3 separate regions of the Sus scrofa genome follow, and all the other regions are linked to region 3. A link is a contact called in public HiChIP or PLAC-seq data. All regions are on one chromosome and are shown on one strand. The core of a region is the stretch at or near the end of the contact, and the rest is flanking DNA. Distances in the headings are between cores, read along the strand shown.

Region 1 (3,540 bases), core at 1,024-3,523, 180 kb before region 3:
ATCTGGCTGTGTTAAAAATCCTGTTTAGGAGTTCCCATCCTGGTGCAGCCGAAACGAATCTGACTAGGAACGATGAGGTTGCAAGTTTGATCGCTGGCCTCACTCAGTGGGTTAAGGATCTGGTGTTGCTGTGACTCTGGCGTAGGCCGGCAGCTGTAGCTCCGATTAGACCCATAGCCTGGGAATCTCCATATGCCTCGGGTGCAGCTCCAAAAGACAACCCAAAAAAAAAAAAAAAAAAAAAAATCCTGTTTAAAAAACAAAAAAAATCCTGTAAAGGGAGTTCCCATTGTGGCTCAGCAGTAACAAAGCCAACTAGTATCCATGAGGACACGGGTTCAATCCCTGGCCTCACTCAGTGGGTTAAGGATCCAGTGTTGCCGTGATCTGTGGTATAGATTGCAGATATGGCTCGGTTCTGGTGTTGCTGTGGCTTATGGTGTAGGCCGGCAGCTGCAGCTCTGATCTGACCCCTAGCCTGGGAACTTCTATATGCCTCGGGTTCGGCCCTAAAAAGACCAAAAAAAGGAAAAAAAAAAAAAATCCTGTAAATATATTTTTTAAAAGTTACTTTTCCTCTAAACTGTAATGTAAAACCTAAGACCGCAATAACGCTCCCTGTACTTCTTGATATATGTGAAAAGACGTTAAAATATATACTTCCTGGAGTTCTGTGGCACAGCAGGTTAAGAATCCAGTGTTGTCACTGCAGTGGCTTGGGTCACGGCTGTGGCGCAGGTTTGATCCCTGGTCTGGGAACTTCCACACGCCATGAGCTCGGCCCAAACAAACAAAACACGTATCTTAAATCTTTATCCAGCCCATGCATATCCACCTGCAGGGCCCCTGCTCCAGCTGGAACTCTCCCGTCCTGGGATCTCTCTGCTTCCAGTGTGGCCCCTCTCACCACAAAGCAGTCACCAAATCTAGCCATGCAACTCCCAGGCTCTCTTGCGGTGGTCCTCTCCTACCCTCGGGATAAAGTCCAAGCTCCTCAGCAGTACCCTTCGTCCTCTGGCACACACTTGCTCATTTCTCCACCTCTTCATTTCAGACTGCATATCCTCGTCTTTGCAGAACCAGCCACCACTTACTTGACTCCAAGCCGCTGCACCCCTTCCTTCCCCAAGTTCCTACCCTGGCCCGGCTGACGGCTGCTCACCTTCAGCTACCACTTCTGGCTCCTCCCATACACAGAAAGCTTGTGCACACTGCTGCTGCATCCGTTTGTTCGTTTCAGTTTCCCCCACAAATCTGTGCACTCCTCGAGGCCAGGGCTTGTCATTTGCCTAAAGCCCTCACTCCTGGAGTGCCTGCACACCCCTCTGCCAGCCCCCACACAGAGGCTAATGAAGGAGGTCTCCACGGCTGGAGGGGCTTTTGACAAAGTCACTGCCTCCAGCGCCTTCTTCTTTGACTTCTTTGATAACCTGGAAAGAATCATCTCTGGAAAATATCAAAGCACTTTACAATCTTCAGGAAAAAAAAATTCCCAGTGGCTCTGGAAAGAGATTGTTCTTGTATCACAGATACGAAAACTGAGCACTTGGATAAAGAACCAGGACTGGGGAAAAAACTGTAACTGCAATGTATACATCTAAGGATAACCTGACCCCCTTGCTGTACAGTGGGAAAAAAAAAAAAAAAAAAAAAAAGAACCAGGACTGATCAAGGCCTTCGAGACTCTTCCAAGAGAGGTCCTGCAGCCCTGAAGGTAAGAGTTAATTAATAATAGCCCCATCTGGTGAAGGTTCAGATTCCACCTCACTTTCACAGAGCACGGGGGCAACAGAAAAACATGCCCTGGCTTTCCCAAACCTAAGGCAGGTGCCTAAGCCAGCAAACTCCCCTCCTGCCACTTCTGAAAAGCATCTCAGCAATTCCGTATCAAAGCCAGAGTTCCTGGAAAAACCGTGTTCGTGGGCAGACAAAAGGAAGATGGCAACTAACACAGTATGTGCCAGGAGCTTTAAGCCACTACTGCGACAGTTCCGAGGTAGGAACTGACTTTAGCACTGATAAAACTGAGGTGTAGACAAACTATGAGCGCATCCAAGATCGTTCAGCAAATAAGAGGATCTTAAAGCACATCCGGCCGCCCCCGGAGCATATACTTCGCTCGAGCCCGGGGCGGACACTTCTGTCCTGAAGGGTCGAGGCCATCTCCAAGGCGACAAAAATGGGGCAGCAGAGGAGAAACTCACCTCGGCTCGAGCAGAGAGTAACTTCTCCTGGTTTCTCAGGTCAGTCGTGTGCCCTGCTAGTGACTCAACAGGCCTCGGTTCCCGAGATGGGTGGGCAGCAGGAAACCCCAGCTTGCGCCTGGAGGCGGGGACTTCACTTAAGTCTGGCGGCGAAGCGGAAGCTCCTCCCCTGCCGGAGGAGGAGCTGAGGCCGGGGTTCAGCATCCCGCGCCGAGGGGGACCCCCGCCCGAGCCTCCAGAAAGGCGTGGCGGCGTGGAAGCCCGAGAGGGGCGTCTGCACCACCCCTTCCGCAGGATGCTGGTGGGTGGATCGGCTGGAGCGCTGACACCCTCCGCCACGTGGGTTTAGAGAGCTCGGCCGACGAGCAGAGCTCGCTGCGCGGCACTGGTGGGAGGCTCCGGGGGCCGAGTCAGGCCCCGCCACGGTGCCCCCAGCACCGCCCCGGGCAGCGGCCGCTCCTTCCTCGTCTGGAGGGGGCGGGTTCTGGGCCCTACGTGGCGGCTCGTTCCTCCGGCTTTGCAGTCCCAGCTCTTGCTCGGTTCCTCCATTAGTTTCCGAAGAGTCGGATTGGCCAAGGTCCCGGAACACCCCTAAATGTGTCCCATTGTTTGGTTGCACCAACTGAAGCCGAGAGTAGCCTCAGCACAAAGGTTGACTGTTTGGGAAGATCTGGAATCTACGGGCTTCAAGAGATTAAAGTTCTTGGTCCCTGTATCCGGACCACGGCCCCTGGCAGCGCATTTATTGTGTGTGTGTGCGTGTGTGTGTGCGCTTTATAAACATGAGTCTTCAGTGTTCCCAACAACCCTGGAAGGGGGGACGATGCCCTTTTTAATTTTATTTATTGTAATCCTTTTTTACTGAAGTATAGCATACATACAGAAAAATGTACAGAGTTTTTGGGGGGTGGTTTTTGTTTTGTTTTGTTTTGTTTTTCCCTTGGCCGTGGTAGGCATAAGAAGTTCGCAGGCCAGGGACAAGCCGCAGTTGCAACCTATGCAGCTGTGGCAACTTGGGATCCTTTAACCCACTGGGGAGGGTGGGTGGAACCTGCATCCTGGTGCAGCAGAGACACTGCTATATCCCCTTGAGCCACGGCAGGAACTCCAAAAGCACAAGTCCCTTTTATTTTTTCATTTTTTGCTTTTTAGGGCCACACCTGTAGCATATGGAAGTTCCCAGGCTAGGGGTTGAATCAGAGCTACACCCGCCGGCCTAAGCCACAGCAAGTCCAGATCTAAGCTACATCAGCGACCTACACTGCAGCTCAGGCTCCTTAACCCACTGAGCCAGGGCCAGGGATCAAACCTTCATCCTCATGGATATTAGAAGGGT
Region 2 (3,753 bases), core at 86-2,585, 140 kb before region 3:
GGAGGTTATCGCAGTAATCTCGATGAGAAATAGTGGCCTATGGCATTCCCTAGTGGCTCAGCAGGTAAGGATCTGGCATCATTACTGTGGCTTGGGTCACTACTGTGGTGTAGGTTCAGTACCTGGCCTGGGAACTTCCACATACCGTGGGTGTGGCCCCCAAAAAACTGGCCTGGACCAGGGCATAGATGTGTTCAATGGGAAGGAATGGATTTGGAAGATGCAGCAGACAGATTCCTAAAGGGCCCAGTGGCTGACTGGATGTAGGGTTGGGGAGGTGAGAGATGGAGGAGCCTAGGATGACTGGCAGGACTATAGATGGCACAGTTCAATACCACAGCCCCCACCACCCAGGCCTGCCTGATCACACCAGATACGCATCCCCACTCTCCCCCATACCTGCCAGCCACCACTACTACCTCCACACCTTTACTCAAGCTATTCCTGACATTTGCGATGTATATAACTGTCCTTCCTTCCAATCTATTTTTTCATATACAGCTCAACTCCACTGTTTCAGAGAAGGCTCTCTCACTCTAAACCCAACCTACCTCTTCCTCTATATCATTACCCAGCACTGCTTAGGGGCCACTCATTGGAAGGTTGTGGGAGTGGGCTGCCTCTTAAGCATCAGGCAAAAGGCTCAAGCTGAGTTTAATCAGCTTTGTTTCCAAGCAGAGGGCTCAGTGCAGGAGGCAATGGATATGGGGAAATGGACCTATGTGCAAAACGGTAGGTGGTGATGCTAGACTTGTGTGTCAGGTAAGTATGCAGTCTCTGTACTCAGACGGGTCCTAGTAATTGGCAACTTCATGAATCCCTCCTTTGGTTGGTAGATGGGACAGACCAGCCAATCATTTGCTTGTTCAACCCCAGGAATGTCCTTCCCTCATGAGATGACCTAAATTCTAGCCATGCAAATCTTTCAGACGTTGCCCTCTCCTAACTCCTTCGGGAAGCTTCCAAAGTGACTCTGGCCCCTATGTAAACTGCGTAGGTGACAAGGCCACAAGGTTACTGATCATGTGGTGTCTCCTGCTCATCAGTCCGGCAATATATGAGGGTAAAAGGACAAACGTGCAACGCTTCTCTACCCTTTGAACTTAAGCGCCCGTTGACACCCTCTCCCGGTAGGTCAGACGGACACGCGGCCGGGGGAGCTCGGGAAAGAATAGAGGCCAGTGGCACCGAGGCTAATCATACGTTTTGCCCTAGCACCGCGGTAGGGATAAACCAACCTGGAAGGGGTAAATTTCGAAGCCAAAAGGGCATAACGTGTCCTCAATCCTCTGCTTCAGCTCTGCGACATGGGGCTCCATAGCGCACGCTACACGCTGAGCCTGCTGGGAAATGGAGTTTGAAGGCCAACGCGGGCCGTTAAACGTCGAGGTAGCTTGAACTCCATTTCCCAAGAGCTACTGGATCTGCAGCGGAACATCGTTGGCTCTGCGCGATGCATCCTGGGACACGTAGTTCATTTGGTCCTTAGACGCGGCGGCTACAAAATCAGAAAGACTGTTTCGCGGCATGGTGGGGGTGTGTGTATGTGCTAATGCGCGTGTTAAACGCTTCCAGAAAAATGTAGCTTGGCAGCCTTCTTCTGCTGCCGGTTGTCTCCGTGTGGGGCGAACTCAGTTTCCCAATCGGCGCCGCGGAGGCCAGTCCAAAGTCTGGCTTTCCCGGAGTGTCATAGGTTCGAACAGGGTGGCGGCAGGAGTCGCTGCCTTAGATTCGGTGTAATCGCGCCAGTGTCCTGCGTCTGCGGAGGTCTCGACCAAGATTCAGCATCTTCAACTCCCCCCTGGTATCTGTATCAGGGTAACCCTCTTGTACCCCAGTTCCCCAAGGACGCTGCTCCCCTGACGAGTCCCTGAGGCTTAATTTTGGTCTAATATTGCATCCTTACTTTTATTTTTTTATTTTATTTTTTATTATTATCATTATTTTTGTCTTTTTGCTATTTTTTTTGGGCCACTCCCGCGGCATATGGAGGTTCCCAGGCTAGGGGTCTAATCGGAGCTGTAGCCCCTGGCCTACGCCAGAGCCACAGCAACGCGGGATCCGAGCCGTGTCTGCAACCTACACCACAGCCCACGGCAACGCCGGATCCTTAACCCACTGAGCAAGGGCAGGGACCGAACCCGCAACCTCATGGTTCCTAGTCGGATTCGTTAACCGCTGCGCCACGATGGGAACTCCAGCATCCTTACTTTTAGTATTGCGTACCCACTCATCTCTTTCGAGCTGACGTTCTGGCCTTTCCCGGGCTTTGCCTCGGATGTCCCGGGTTGGGAGAGCAAGGGCGTAAGGCTCTAGGGACCCAGACCACTGCCTCAGGCTATGAGAAGGAACCAGACTTTGAGCAGCTCGACACGCTTCTCAATGCTACTGACCGGGAGTTCCTGTCCTGGCTCGGTGGTTAACGAATCCGACCATGAGGTTGCGGGTTCCATCCCTGGCCCCGCTCAGTGGGTTAACGATCCAGCGTTGCCCTGAGCTGTGGTGTAGCTCGGATCCCGAGTTGCTGTGGTTGTGGTGTAGGCCGGCAGCTATTGCTCCGATTCGGCCCCTAGCCTGGGAACATCCATATGCCGAGGGAGTGGCCCCTAGAAAAGACCAAAAAAAAAAAAAAAAAAAAAGCTACTGACGGAAATGTGGCCAGGATTAAGACGAGGGGGCACCTGAGGCCCCTGCCCCCGGATTAAGGTAGTGGGTTAAGGAACACCAAGAACTCATTGGCCTGTGCCCTTCTTTGTTTTGTAGCAGCAGCTGTATTCCTTTGGGGTCTCCACCGCAGGTAAGTATTGTTCCTTTTCCTACTTACCCGCCAGCCTTTTCTCTTTCCAGGATCTGCCTTTTATTGGTGCCTGTACCACTATTCCTTACAAATTCAGCTTTTTCCTTTCCTGAGCAAACATCAGTCCTCCCCCTCCCTCTAATAGACTTTGCACTGACTTTGCCTTATTCCTTCTGCAGGAGACCTGGCTGGGACTCGGATTTCCCCTCGTCACTTGCCTTCCTAGACAGGAGTCCAAGCTCAACAGCCTTGGGCTCTAGAGATTGCCATTGTCCCAGAGAGGCTGATTTGGGCTGAGGTCCATAATGCATCTTCTCTTTGGGCTGAAGTTACTATTCTTCAATCCCATCTTCAATCCCAGGCTCAGGTGAGACATGGAGTCCTAGGTGTGTATGTTTGGGGTTTGTGTGAGAGGAGGGTGCCAGGTGTTGGGGAAGCGCCTTACATACAGTAACTCATGCGGTTTTCTGCCTGGGTAGGGACTAAGGCACTCAGACAGGCTGTGCAGGGCCCTCTGGAAGAGAAAGAACGGTGGAAGTATCAGATCTGTGCCCTGGAAGGTATCCGGTCAGTTCTTTTCTTCATGCACACAGCCTCATATGTGGGCACACATTTTGTTGCACTTGTTGTATGTGCCCTTGTATCTCGATTTGCAAGTGGAGTCTCTAGGCTCGTGTGTAAAGTTCTTCCCCAACTTGTCCCACTATAGAATCACTAAGGTTGTGGCAGGGGGCCCCAGAGTGAAGGGCCTTTCTCCTGGAGCAACGTTTGGAGGGGCTGCGAAGGGAAATACAGTGACCTCGAAGCCAGGTGCAGGTACAGGCCTGAGCCCAAATACAGATGGGACCACCAAAGTGCAGTGCTACCAGGGGCCTTCAGCCAGAGCTGCAGAACGAGTGAGTGATGGGCAAAACCTAGCTTTCTGTAGGCCTCTGAACTCTTGTTACTCTGGTAGC
Region 3 (3,750 bases), core at 598-3,097:
CTGCTTCCCATTTTCCCGCTCACTGCAACACACAAGAAGGTACCCGTCCCTGAGCATATAAGCTCCGTGAGAACAGGGTGTTTGTCTGCTTTGTTCACTGCTGAACCCTGAACCCTCAGCACCCAACACAGTGCCTGGCACAGGGGAGGCACTCAATCAATGTCTTAAGTGAGTGAAATAGTCAAGACAATACCAGGCCCCACCCTGTTCCCTCAACCAGTCCCTCACCATTTCCGGAAGGCATATTCTAGGTAGGAGGCCACAAAGCGGGCGTGAAACTCAGCAGCATATTTGGTGTCATAAATGCCAGCTGGGAACATTTCACACAGGTCAGCAGTGAAGGTTCCCAAGCTCTCGGGCAGGTGCGCATAGAAGTGCTGGTACAGGAACACCAGGTCTATAAGACCGTTGTGCAACACCAGGGGCCGGCGGGCCCGGATCAGCTCCAGGAACAGGGTCCTCACTGACTGGCTCTGGCTCTCATCGCCCTGGGTGGAAAGAAAGGGGTCACTGGGAAGGACAGAGTCCCCAGGGAAGCCTCTTTTGCAGGACACATACATCCCAGGCTCCCTCACTTGGAAAGTTCTCTCCTGCTGTCTAATCCAGCGCTCTTCACCAAGGTATGTTTTGTTTCCCCAGCTGTCACGACGCCCCATGTGCCTAAGAAACAGATCCTCCCCCAGGCACCCAGCCGCAAAGAGGAGTAAGAAATGAAGTCACAGAAAGGGCCGCCTCAAGGCTGGAGTCCTACCTTGTCGTTGCCCTTGTGGTAGGGGATGCCCTGGGCATACTGCCGGTTGAAGTTGAAACCATGCTGGACCAGGAACTGCACGGACTTTGGTTCTATGACATACTCCTCCATGCACAGCAGGGTCAGATTGAACACCTGGACCAGGTATGAATGGTCACCCTGGGAGAGAAGGAGGTTCTGCTACGTCAAGCCTTGGGAGGAAAAAACCTCACAGCTGATGTTCTCTAGGATCTCAACCCTCCTCCCCCAGCCACAGACCTGGGAGAGGGTGAGATCAGCCCATACCTTGTCCGGCTGGTGCTTAAAGCAAGCGAGGCCCAGGGAGAGGATGGAACGGGTCCTGGCAGCATGACACACGGCCTTGTAACGTTCCTCGATGCACCTTGGGGTTGAGGTTGGGAGTGGCTGTGGCTGGGACTTAGCCTCATGACGGACCCAAACCACCCAGGACTGTGACCTCCACTCCAGGGCTGAGCTCTGCCCCTCCTGCCAAGGCTAGGACTAAAGAGATCAGGGCTTACACTTACTGGTTCAGCAAACTCTTCCGGTCCCCAAGCCCACTCAGTTCCTAAGCGTCAGCAAAGAGAGAGCTGTGTTAGGTCCGCAGCACCAGCCCCCTCACAACCACCGGCTCTCCCAGTTCCCCAACCCTCACCGTGTCCACAGCCACAAAGCTAGCTGTCTTTATGGCCAGCAGGAGGGACGGCCACATTTCCTTGAAGTTGTCGTTTTGTACATCCACCACGGGAACCTGGATTGCCAGCTCCTCCCCAGATTTTGTGCTTTGGTGGACACCACCTGGGGGTAAGGAGGGTGACGACGCTCAGGCAGAGGGCCCATGAGAACAAACACTAAGCTAGGCCATGGCTGGGGGCAGAGGCAGGAGCAGTTTCTCTTTAGGCAAGATATGGCAGCTTTCCCCTCAAGCCTTTGTATCACTTATGCTCAATACACAGGCCTTGGGGTGCACAGTGCCCCGATTTTGGGGAAAAAAAGCCCAGGTCTTTCAGAAGATTATGAGGCTGGGAAAGTGTCTTCCTCCTCAGCATCAAAACCTGTAAAAGACTAAGGTTGGGCTCGATGATCTGTGAGGTTCCTTTTCCCCACATCCTCTACGAAATCTTTTGCAAGGATGGAGGACCTCGGCTCCTTTAATATCCTGCAAGGCTCTACAGCACCGTTCCCGGGGCACCTCATAGCCACACGCGGCAGCAGCCAGAGCGCGCGCAGAGCCTGATACATTACGCCCGCATCCGTCCCACTTCCTGCCCACAACTCCCCACCCGCCCCGCTTAACAGAGCTTCGAGCTCCGGACTGCATCTCCCGGCACGCCCCTGCACGTCCCGACTCCGCGCCAGCACGCCAGACTTCCGCAGCCAGCGTCGCGGTGCACGCCGGGACTTGTAGTCTCCTCGTGGCTGGTCCAGAAGGAAGCAGCTAGTCCTCTGAAACTTGAGGTCGGTTTCTTCGAACAGTGAACCTGAGGCCCTCCCGCCCCGCCAAACGTACAGGATTTCAAAGCTGTCCCCGGGAAGCCACTCACCGTCAGAAACGGCTGGAGCTGAGGCTGCGCCGTCGTCACTGTCGGCGGCCATGACACCGCGAGTCTCTCTTCAGTATAGTCAGTGGGTCCGCGGGACTTCCGCTTCGTCCCCCGGCTCGGCTCTCGCCGTCGGGGAGGTGGCGGCGCCTCGCCTCGCCCCCTGGGTCGCCGACAGGTCGGACTTCCGTTCAGAGCTCCCGGGGCTGGCGCGGAGCAGCGGGCCCGGCGCGCGCTGAGAGCCTATTGGCTGGCGTGTTCCCGCTGACCTCCCGGATTGGCCGGAGCCACGCCCCCTGGCGTCCAGTCGGGAGCCGGCCGCGCGAGACCGCGCGAGAGGTAATTCGCCCACAGCGCGGCGGGAATGTGGACCTGAGCGCCGCGGCGCGGGGAGGGGTGCTCCGGGACGGGGGTGCGGGGGTTCCCCCCCAGAGGAGGTGGCGCTGCCCGAGCTGAGCTTAAAGCACGCATATGAGTTATGCAGAGACAGGGGAGTGTGGAGAAAGAGCAATATTCTGGGAATGGGCAAGTTCCTGGGGAGGGTGGAGAGCGCCTTTCGTCCCAGGAAGTGAAAGAAGCGGGGAGCGGGACGGGAAATGAGGCTGCGGGAGATGAGAGCGTCCCGGTAGCAGGGACACCTTTTAAGTAACCCTGATGCGTGATAATAGGGACTTGAATTAGGACTCTAGCAGGGACAAATTGTCAGCAGTTAGGAGGTATAGTTGACCTGCAGGGGGTTTGAACACGATTCCTGCTACCGGGAGATGCTCTGCGCCTACCGGACACTAGTCCTTTCCCAGGGGCTTTGGTTCCCACCAAAGACTCTCAACTCGTTCACTTCCGTTTTTTGCTGTTTTCAGTTCATCTTCAGCCTTTCTACCGAGTGTTTTCATCTCTGTTTCGAATGGCTTGAATTTCTCCTATTCTGAAAAGAGGGAAACTTTTACCTCATCCCAAATTAATTTAACAAGTGTTTATAGTGTACAGTTTGCCTGGCACTGTGCTCAGCTCTGGGGACACAACCGTCAACAAAAGACACCCAGTCTTTGCTTTTGTCGAGTTTTACAGTTAAGTGGGGAAGGCAGGCACTGATGGAAGAATCACAAATGCTTATGAAGTTACAGTTGGTATAAGAGCAGCAGTGGAAGGTAAGGCTGGGGGAAGGGGGCTGACTTGGACATTTAAGTCAAGACCTGAAGAATGACTAAAAGTTAGGTACAGCATGGAAGAGCTAGCCAAACAGAGGGGATGGATTGGGTCAGGCCTCAATGCAGGCAGACACTTGGGGAATTGAAGCAGCTCTTTCAGGCAAACATGGCTAGCGCATAGTGAGAGGGGATGAGGCAGGTGGGGCTCGTTGGAGCCCACAAAGCTATTTTAAGGGGATTGGCTTCTAAGAGCAATGGTGTGTTGCCAGAGTCCTCCAGTGGCCTACAAGCTTCTCTGTAATGTCTCCAA

The links. HiChIP or PLAC-seq counts read pairs in DNA pulled down with a chosen protein or histone mark.
Region 1: a contact with region 3 is called in an H3K27ac HiChIP or PLAC-seq map of alveolar macrophages. The contact joins the promoter of AKR1A1 here to the promoter of MUTYH in region 3. A contact is called at or near these places in 3 of 5 promoter capture datasets (fetal liver, fetal skeletal muscle and liver), 21 of 47 Hi-C or Micro-C datasets (alveolar macrophages, blood, embryonic fibroblasts and 13 more) and 2 of 2 datasets of contacts at active chromatin or transcription factors (alveolar macrophages and skeletal muscle).
Region 2: a contact with region 3 is called in an H3K27ac HiChIP or PLAC-seq map of skeletal muscle. The contact joins the promoter of MMACHC here to the promoter of MUTYH in region 3. A contact is called at or near these places in 2 of 5 promoter capture datasets (fetal liver and fetal skeletal muscle), 15 of 47 Hi-C or Micro-C datasets (adipose tissue, alveolar macrophages, blood and 7 more) and 2 of 2 datasets of contacts at active chromatin or transcription factors (alveolar macrophages and skeletal muscle).

What each region holds. Positions count from the first base shown.
Region 1 is chr6:165,822,415-165,825,954 of Sscrofa11.1, forward strand. It overlaps AKR1A1 (aldo-keto reductase family 1 member A1), which reads right to left and starts at 2,274. Exons shown (of 9, transcript NM_213890.1): 1 at 2,205-2,274.
Region 2 is chr6:165,864,339-165,868,091 of Sscrofa11.1, forward strand. MMACHC (methylmalonic aciduria (cobalamin deficiency) cblC type, with homocystinuria) reads right to left here and starts at 1,336. Exons shown (of 4, transcript NM_001244776.1): 1 at 1,239-1,336. The coding sequence starts at 1,319. LOC110261410 reads left to right here and starts at 1,528. Exons shown (of 9, transcript XM_021097629.1): 1 at 1,528-1,693; 2 at 2,764-2,797; 3 at 3,127-3,164; 4 at 3,277-3,364; 5 at 3,507-3,693. The coding sequence starts at 1,528.
Region 3 is chr6:166,001,006-166,004,755 of Sscrofa11.1, forward strand. MUTYH (adenine DNA glycosylase) reads left to right here and starts at 1,848. Exons shown (of 16, transcript XM_021096748.1): 1 at 1,848-2,631. It overlaps TOE1 (target of EGR1 protein 1), which reads right to left and starts at 2,565. Exons shown (of 9, transcript XM_003128045.4): 1 at 2,296-2,565; 2 at 1,407-1,549; 3 at 1,279-1,319; 4 at 1,037-1,133; 5 at 752-910; 6 at 229-488; 7 at 1-22. The coding sequence starts at 2,347.